2 separate regions of the Sus scrofa genome follow, and region 1 is linked to region 2. Evidence: chromatin contacts called from public HiChIP or PLAC-seq data. All regions are on one chromosome and are shown on one strand. Each heading gives the region's core, a stretch centred on a gene start, on an enhancer-like site or on the middle of the called end of the contact. The rest is flanking DNA. Distances are from core to core; before and after follow the strand shown. Region 1 overlaps MAPK14 (mitogen-activated protein kinase 14). Region 2 overlaps SLC26A8 (testis anion transporter 1).

Region 1 (4,633 bases), core at 1,891-4,390, 74 kb after region 2:
AGTAAGAATATCTGCTATCTGGGGGAAGAGTGTCAAACCTGTTAATCAGTAAGGATGGCTTGCCATGGAAATAACTAATTGTCATAATATGGTAAATTTTGCTTTGCTCTGCTTATATAGCTACTTGAAGCTCCTTGGTCTTAATTGCCTGGACAAATTGTAGTGATCATACAGGAGCTGGTATTATTGGAAGACTGACTTGTATTTCAGTGGTTTTGCCAGCTCTTGGAGCACCTATGGTGGCTTCTTCTGAGGTTTGCGTGCTTTGACTTCCTTTGTGCAAGTGCTTTTAGCTCCTAAGTAGATTTTAACTTTGCATTGTGTGTTTACTAATCTCCTAAGTATTGGCAGTCATGCTGTACCAGCCCTCCTTTCCATCACCCTTAGACTCTCACGCACTCTGTTTGTGTACTCTTTATGGTGTAAATACTTCAGGAGGAGTGTTTGCATATGAACTGAAGCAACTTTTCTTGACTTCTTTTTTGTACATAGACTGTCCGTTAGAGTATGGTCATTCTTGATTCTTGAGGGCAAGGCAGAGGGGTGAAGCTGAGTTGAAAAGCACATTACAGGAAATCTTTTCAAGTTAGTATTTATTGAGCTATTCAGCAGAAAGTGCTGGAGATAAGATGGCAGACGGCACTGTCCTCCAAGCCAGAATGATCATAGTCAGCGGGAAGTGAATGACAGGAGTCACTTGAACAAGTGTCTGCTCTCTAATCAAGACAGAGTGATAAAAATGCTTTAATAGAAGTATGAATAAGTTATTGAGAAAAAGCAGAGATTAACTCAAACTCAGGATAGCCAGAAAGACTTTATGGCAGAGCTCTTGGACTCTTGGACTTTTGAAGAGTAAATAGGGAGAGAAAAGGTAGGGTAGGAGGCGAGAATGTTTATGACGTGGATAAATAAGAAGTTAGAAGCTTTAACGTGCCTGGAATATGTGGTATGAGTTGAAACATTGAGTGCATTAGGAATAATATTTGAGAGAGAGTCAGAAAAGAGGCTGGATGCCAAATTAGGGAAGGCCATGAATGTGAGGCTTAGGAACTAGGGTGTTATTTTTCAGGCCTGAGATTGTTTTGTACTGGCTGAGGTGAGAGAAACACATGGGGTCCCTCAAGTCATTGCTGCAGTGTCCCCTGTGACCACTGGGAGTGGCATATGTCTCAAGTATGTTGAGAAACACAGCCCAGAGTCTTCTGTCTTCCTCAGAGGGAGTGTGAAACCTGACTCATTTTCAGCAGTCAGAAGTCTAAAACAAGAGTGTCAGTCTCCACAGCGTTATTTCTAGAGATTAATTTTGATGCGTATATTGTAAAACTACCTATTTGAGAATTTAAGTAGTCCATTTTTTTTTCACGTTATGTGATATACTTTATTTTGTGGGATAGCTACCAAGTTAAATTTGTTCCTTAAGAATGTGAGGGAACTAAATTTTCATAAACTGAATCATTTTAAATAAACAAAGATGATCCTGTACTAAGATTATTGTAGTACAGTTAATTTGATGGTATCTGTCCCTGTTCCCTGCTCAGTCTCTGTTAATGTACGCTTTAAGATTGTTTTCTGGGAGTTCTCATTGTGGCACAGTGGAAACAAATCTGACTAGGAACTGTGAGGTTGTGGGTTTGATCCCTGGCCTCGCTCAGTGAGTTAAGGATCCGATGTTGCCATGAGCTGTGGTATAGGTTGCAGATGCGGCTCGGATTGCTGTTGCCTGCATTGCTGTGGCTCTGGCGTAGGCTGGTGGCTGCAGCTCTGATTCATCGCCTAGCCAGGGAACCTCCTCCGTATGCCGGGGGTACGGCCCTAAAAAGCCAAAAAGAAAAAAAAGGAAAAAAAAGATTGTTTTCTTGACAACACCTTGAAGAAATATTGAAATTTTAACATTAAGAACACATTGATTTTTGCCGTTCGCAGATAACAAAGTTCTCTACCATTCTTAATTCAGAAATAACTTCTGTGAGTGGACTTGCTTTTAATTATCCTTGTTTCCTATAGAATGTAAGTTGTTTGGGTCTCAGATGGGGTTCTACAAACCTTTCTTGAAGGACCAGATGGTAAATATTTTATGCTTCAGGAACGATACAGTTTCTGTTGTAACCAGTCTGTTCTGCTGTGTATGGTGAAAGAAGCCATAGACAGTATGTGAACCCGTGGCTCAGCTGTATTCCAACACAGCTTTATTTTCAAAGCAGGCAACAGGTTAGGCTTTGCTAACTCCTGTCTAGAATTTTCTTGCATTTAGGCCAGTTTCATATCTGGGCGGGGGGGGGGGGGGGAGGCAGAGAACAGGGCAAGATATTGTTGCATAACTAATTCCTGTAACTCAGGCATCTGTGGCTCGCAGAGGTCATTGGTTTTAAGTCACACTATACTGTTTTAGTATGCATAGTCATAAACAGGAATATTTTCTTCCATTCTCTCTCCTCTCCATCCTGCTGTACCTTCTCATCTATTTTGAGGACCCACCATGCAGCAGGTGAACAGGTAGGGCAGCCCCTCTCCTCACAGAGCTGCAGATCCTAGAGGTGACAGACACAGGAAGCAAACACAGTAATAGATTGTGCTGAGCACAGTGCTGTTCTCAAGGTTGTGCTGGGGGGCAACAGGGAAGGGGGTGGGCAGAGCTTCTTTGTATAGAGTGTTGGGGGAAGCCTCTCTGAGGAGAGGAAGTTTAAGCCGAGGCCTGAAGTTAAGAATGCGCTAATCATGCAGAAAAGCCTGACGGAAGAGGACAGTCATCCTTCCCTCTTTTCCCCTCATGCCAGTATAGACTGTGCATAAACTGCTCACATTTTCATAGGGAATATTATTTTTTTTCATTAGAGTTGATTTATGTGTTGTGGTAGTTTCATAGGGAATATTGAAAGCTATTTTTATAAGATTTTTTTTTCTCTCCTTTTAGCTTTTTAGGCAAGGCTAAAAGCAATAAGAACACATGGAAGGGTTTTATCTTCTGGTTAATACGTGCACACACGTAGTGAGTATACATAGAAGAGTTGGCTGCCACAATAAAGGTTTGGGCATTGTGGCCTCTCATTTAGAGCTTTTGTGGGGTGTGAGGTTTATTGATGCATTGAGAAGGTTGAAGCCTCTGCGTACTGCATTAATGTGGAGCCCTCTGCTGGCCACTTGTCACTCAGTTCTCTGCCTCCACAGCCAGTGTGCGCAGAGAGGTTTTCTGGAGGACGTGCTCCAGTGGTCAGGCCCCTGTCATATTACAAGCTCCATAGGTCAAGCCTTAGGGGAACATTCCCGGGTAGGCTCGTGCATCCCTCGCTCCTCTGCTCTCTCCTTCTCCTCTGTGGCTTTGCTGACCACCACTCTATGCTTGACTGGCCATTGATGCTTTGGTGGAAGGTAAGGAGACAGGTGTGGTCTGAGCATGTGGACTAAGTGCAGCTTTTGTGTTTTCACTTGCTACCTTTGGCAGCTAAGTACCCAGCTAAAGTCGCCTCACTTTCCTGATAGGGGATGTTGACAGATGCACAAAAGGAATATAAGTTGGATACGGGTGTGGTAGTGTTTTGAGTCTTTGTACAGGAGGAGCATGTTCTACTTGAAGTGTCCGTCCTGCAGAAGCCTTGACCTAAATGAATTCACCGTTGTGGCTTGGTTTGGGGTTTAAATTTTTGTTATTGGGGTATTTTGTTTGTTTTATTTGTTGTTTGTTTGTTTGTTTTCATTTTTATTTTGTCCCAACATTTTCCTTTATAGTCCACCATTAGATATTGATCAGTTGAAGCTCATTTTAAGACTCGTTGGAACCCCAGGGGCTGAGCTTTTGAAGAAAATCTCCTCAGAGTCTGTGAGTTGATGCTTTGATTGTGATTATCTGCCCTGTGGGGAGCCTCTGCCACTTGCCTTCCATCAGTCTGTACTTTGACCCGGGTGTGTTTGTAAGCACATGTGCCCTTTGTGTGCTGATTTCTGCGGTGTGTGTGTGTGTGTGTGTGTGTGTGTGTGTGTGTGTGTACATACATGTACCTGGCTGTGCACATGCATGAGTGTGTTTCATTTTCTCTCTATCTGGGTATATAATTCTAGATCATGGGAGCTTGTATTGGGCGGTTGTATCCCACCTAGTAAATGAGATTTGAGATTCTAATTCATTCCAAGAGATTAATGAAAAATGTGTTATTTCTATTCTCCAGTCATGACTTTCTCTTCCTCAAAGTTTTACATATACTCAAGGGCTCTTTTCATCTTTTGGTTAGTGTTTATTCTTAGAGCATGAGCTTTGCCATGTATTAGTCTAGTTTTATCACCAAAAGAATGAAATGTGCATCGTCTGCACTGACTTGCCCTTTTACGGAAGTTACTTGCTTTCTGTTGTTTTAGAATAGAGAGCTCACACCTCCTGTGTAAGGAGGTCTATTCCCAACAGGGGTCCCTCTCTCCCCTGTCTCCAGACTGTCAGAGGTAACAGCCCTGCTCCTAAAACCTCAGATTCACAGGAATAGGTTGTAAATCTTTCCTCCCACCACCTGCCTTTGTAATTGCAAGTTTGACTAACCTGAGAAAAAGCTTTGGCACTAATGCTTTCCTTCTAAGCAAGGAGAAGCCATGGGAATGTGACTCTGGCTTACTTTGGTTCTGACTTCCTACTGGTGGTCATTTTCTTGGG
Region 2 (4,767 bases), core at 1,407-3,906:
ATTTTGCTCTGGAAATATTCTGTGAAGAGGATAAAAGGCAGGCTACAGACCGTGAGAACATATTTGCCAAACACAAAAGACAAAGGACCACTATCCAGAAATATAAATAACTCTCAAAACTCAAAAGTAAAAATGTAAACAACCCAATAGGATATGAGCAAAAGATAAGAATTATTTCATTAAAATATATTAATGGAAAAAATAAAAATCATTATTTAAAAAAAGTAAAAAAAAAAAGTATAGATGGAGGAGTTCCCGCTATGACTCAGTATGTTAAGAATCTGAGTTCCCATCATGGCTCAGCAGTTACTGAATCTAACATCCATGAGGACACAGGTTCAATCCCTGGCCTTGCTCAGTGGGTTAAGGATCTGTTGTTGCTGTGGGCTGTGGTGTAGGCTGGCAGCTGCAGCTCTGATTCCACTCCTAGCTTGGGAACCTCCATATGCCACAAGTACGGCCCTAAAAAGCAAAAAGCAAAAAAAAAAAAAAAAAAAGAAAAAGACTCTGACTGCAAGACACATGTACCCGTAGACACGGAAACAACCTAAATGTCCATTGACAGCTGAATGGATTAAGAAGATGTGCTACATATACACAATGGAATACTACTCAGCCATAAAAAAGAACAAAATCGTGCCATTTGTAGCAACATGGATGGAACTAGAGACTCTAAAACTAAGTGAAATAAGTCAGAAAGAGAATGACAAATACCATATGATATCACTTAAACCTGGAATCTAATATATGACACAAATGAACCTTTCCACAGAAAAGAAAATCATGGACTTAGAGAACAGACTTGTGGTTGCTAAGGGGGAGGGGGTGGGAGTGGGATGGACTGGGAATTTCAGGTTAATAGATGCACAAACTATTGCCTTTGGAACGGATAAGCAATGAGATCCTGCTGTATAGCACTGGAAACTATATCTAGTTCCACTTATGATGGAGCATGATAGAGGATAATGTGAGAAAAAGAATGTATATATCTATGTGTGCTGTACAGTAGAAAATTGACAGGACGCTGTAAACCAGCTATAATGGAAAAAATAAAAGTCACTTAAAATTTTAAAAAACTTAAAAAAAAGAATCCAAGTGCAGCAGCTCGGATTGTTGCAGAGCCATGGGTTCAACCCCTGGCTTGGTGCAGTGAGTTAAAGGAGCCACTGTGGCCAAAGTTGTGGTGTAAGTCACAGCTGCAGCTCAGAAAATAGCTTGGCAGTTTCTAAAAAAACTAAACGTGCCACTACTATATAATCCAACAGCTGCACTCTTGGACATTTATTCCAGAGAAATGAAGAGCTATGTTCATTACCTACAAACTCTTTTTCTTTTCTTTCTTTCTTTTTTTTTTTTTTTGCCACACCCACAGCATATGAAAGTTCCCAGGCCACGAATCAAACCCACACAACAGCAGTGACAAGGCTGGATCCTTAACCTGCTGTGCCACAAGAGAACGCCACAGATGTTTCATGATAGCTGTATTTGTAATAGCCAAAAGCTACAGATGATCCAGATGTCTTTCAAGGGCGAACGTTTAAACAAACTGTGGTATAGCCATACCACGTACTACTACTCAGAAATAAAAAGGAATAAACTATTGGTATACACAACAACCTAGATAAATCTCCAGAGAATTACAGTGAGTGAAAGAAGCCAATACCAAAGGGTATTTCTGTAACTTTCTTGAAATGACAACATTATAGAAATGAAGAACAGATTAGTGACTGTGGGGTATGAAGAGGGGGATGAGGCAGGGAGCAGGGGGCCGTGACCATAAAGGGCGAGATGAGGGAGGCTCGTGGTGGTAGAAATGGTCTGTATCTCAACTGCATCAATGTTAACGTCCTGGATGTGAGGCTGGGCTGTAGTTTTGTAAGATGTTACCACTGAGGAAAGTTGGTAAAGGATACAAGGGATCTCCCTGTGGTTTCTTACAAATTCACATGATTCTATAATTATCTCAAAACAGAAGGTTTAATTTAAAAATACTGACAATATCAAGTGCTGACAAGAGTGGAGAGGAACTTGAATTCTCATACATTGTTAGTGGGAATGTAAAATGGGAGGGTACAGCCACTCTGCAAAAACAGCTTGGGAGTTTCTTATATAGGGTAAACATATACTTCTCATAGGACCGATGATACCAACTTCTGGTTATTTACCTTAGAGAAATGAAAACTATGTCCACACAAGAACCTATACTTGAATGATAACAGCAACCTTATTTGTGAAGGCACAAAACTGGAAACAAAATGCCTATCAATAAGTGAATGGATAAGCAAACTGTGTTATAGCCATACAATGGAATAGTGCGATAAAAAGGAATAAACTATTTAAAAAAATTTTTGGGGGCTGTGCCAGCAGCATGTGGCAGTTCCTGGGTCAAGGGACTGAACCTGCGCCTCAGCAGTGACAATGCCGGATCCTTAACCCGCTGCACTACAGGGGAACTCCAAGGAGTAAACATCGATGCGTATATGTTCACATTCATTTCAAAGACATAATGCTGAATTCAAGAAGCCACCCTTCAGAAGTTACATACTATATGACACCATTTATATGACATTCGCCAAAAGACAGAACCATGGTGACTGAGAACAGATCAGTGGTTGCCAGCGGTTAGAGGTGAGCAGAGGATGTGACTAAATAGTGATGGCACAAGAGTTCTGGGGCTGATGAAACCATTACACAGCTTGATCGCGGTGGTGGTTATACAATCTACACACATGTGTTTAAATGCATAGAACTATATGAAAGAAGTCCATTTTACTGTATGATAATTAATTTCTTAAAGGGGATCCCTTTTTTCCAACTAACATCCCTAAGCCAGACACGAATTTCAGCTGCCATTTGCTCCTTTGGTTGGCTTCATTTGTGCTTTATACAACCTGTTCAGCCACAAGTTGCAACTCTCCTTGGTTGGCCCTAGAAGAATAGTGAATTAGAGGTGTTTAAAGACTATGCAGGGAATTGTGAACTACTCTGAGTAAAGGATGAATACAAAATCTTTTATCTTCTGATAAATTTGATCTCAGGTTAACTTTCTAGCTCTATTTCTTTGGAAACCTGAGAATGGTGGAATGTCAGCTGGGTTACCAGCCAAAAGGAATTATGGTAAAATGAGCCTCCATTAGTATCCTCTATCTGCACCAAAGGGACTGTGAATGAAAGATAAATATCCTGGGGGAAGCCCTAGCTTGGAGCTTCTCAGAGCACAATGACTCTTGTAACGGGGCTGTGGGACCCCTGGACCCAACAGTTATAGGAATTACAAGAGATGCTGGCTCCTATTTGGGAAATGAGGCTTCTAAAGCCCAGAGAGCTCCCACCTGTCTGTGCTATCTTGCTGTCTTACACTTGAACTGCCACTTGGAAGAACAGACAGTAGCCTCTGAACTGCTGTGTGTGTGACTTGCTGGAGGGATACTAGCGTGCTGTGTTTCCAAAGCTTCAACTTTTTCTTTCCCTTCCTTCTTTCCTTCCTTCTTCCCTTCCTCCCTTCCTTCTTCCCTTCCTTCTTTTTGTCTTTTTAGAGCCACACTTGTGGTATATGGAAATTCCCAGGCTAGGGGTCAAATCGGAGCCACAGCTTATACCACAGCCACAGCAATGCAGGATGCAAGCTGCATTGGTGACCTATGCCGCAGCTTGTGGCAACACCAGATCTTTAACCCACCGAGCAGGGCCAGGGATCCACCCCACATCCTCATGGATACTAGCTAGGTTCTTAACCCACTGAGCTACAATGAGAACTCCAAGCTTCACCTTTCTAAGTAAAACTCATGCCAAGTGGGGTCTATTGCAGTCATGTGATTACGTAAGTGACTAGTTAAGCAAAAGAAAAATAACCATGAGTGGGCATTACAAAACTCTCGAATATATTCAGGGGTCTAAACTGAGACTTTTGGAACCACCCTAGAAGAGTTAGAAATTTGGCAGAGAAGGAAACAAACGGTAACGATGTGAATGGAATTCACATTTTTTTCCCCTTTCATCTAAGCATAAGTAGTTTGTTTACTCTGGGCAAGTGGACTAGGTCTGGTGTCTTGTCTGAGGGTGAAAAGCCTTCATATCTAACTTACCTTGGGGAATTTGCACAAGGCCAACATTTATACCAGCAAGTAAGTCTCCAAGAAGCCAATCCTTGAATCGATACAAACACATCCACTCTAGGAAGGGAAATACTGTAAGCATGCATCTTCGGAACTTGTGCCATGAGCAGCTGTAAGAAAGGACAGAGACTTGATTTGGTTCTCCAAAGAAAAAGCCCACATAGCCAGGAAAAGGCACAGTGCATATTTCTTCCCATGCCACGGAGTTTCTTGTCAGCACTATTGACATTTAGACATGTTAGACTGGAAAGTCTATTGTGGGGCTGTCCTATGCATTGCAGATATTTTATCAGCATCTCTGGTTTCTACCTGCTAGGTGCCAGTAGCAGCCCCCCCGCCACCAGCTGTGACAACCAAAAATGTCCCCAGACATTCCCAAATGTTCTCTGGGGGAGACTACCACCTCTGGCTGAGAACCAGTACCATAAACATGACAAAAACTCAGACCTGTAAGTCCAGCATACAAATCAGGTCTGTGTTTTTACAGAATGTTTGAAAAGAATTCAACCCACCAAGATTTTCCAGTAGCAAAATGGATAGTTACTACATCCTCTTGGTAAGGACAGGTTTTTGAGATGTGATATTGGTGGAGGGCAGGAAGTTAACACATATCATTCCTGTATACTAACATTTTTACCAAGCATTAACTCTG

The links. HiChIP or PLAC-seq counts read pairs in DNA pulled down with a chosen protein or histone mark.
Region 1: an H3K27ac HiChIP or PLAC-seq map of alveolar macrophages shows a contact between it and region 2. The contact joins two enhancer-like sites. A contact is called at or near these places in 3 of 47 Hi-C or Micro-C datasets (embryonic fibroblasts, liver and psoas muscle) and 1 of 2 datasets of contacts at active chromatin or transcription factors (alveolar macrophages).

What each region holds. Positions count from the first base shown.
Region 1 is chr7:31,842,296-31,846,928 of Sscrofa11.1, forward strand. The region is part of intron 8 of MAPK14 (mitogen-activated protein kinase 14); the gene reads left to right. Among named protein-coding and RNA genes, the nearest start is that of MAPK13, 36 kb to the right of the region's middle. Within about 2 kb of position 3,141, at least 21 of the 83 cell types and tissues checked have an H3K27ac peak or open chromatin away from gene starts, as enhancers often do. A contact at or near this core is called in alveolar macrophages, where this site is marked.
Region 2 is chr7:31,768,770-31,773,536 of Sscrofa11.1, forward strand. It overlaps SLC26A8 (testis anion transporter 1), which reads right to left. Exons shown (of 21, transcript XM_003356617.4): 4 at 4,086-4,225. Among named protein-coding and RNA genes, the nearest start is that of MAPK14, 20 kb to the right of the region's middle. Within about 2 kb of position 2,657, at least 2 of the 83 cell types and tissues checked have an H3K27ac peak or open chromatin away from gene starts, as enhancers often do. A contact at or near this core is called in alveolar macrophages, where this site is marked.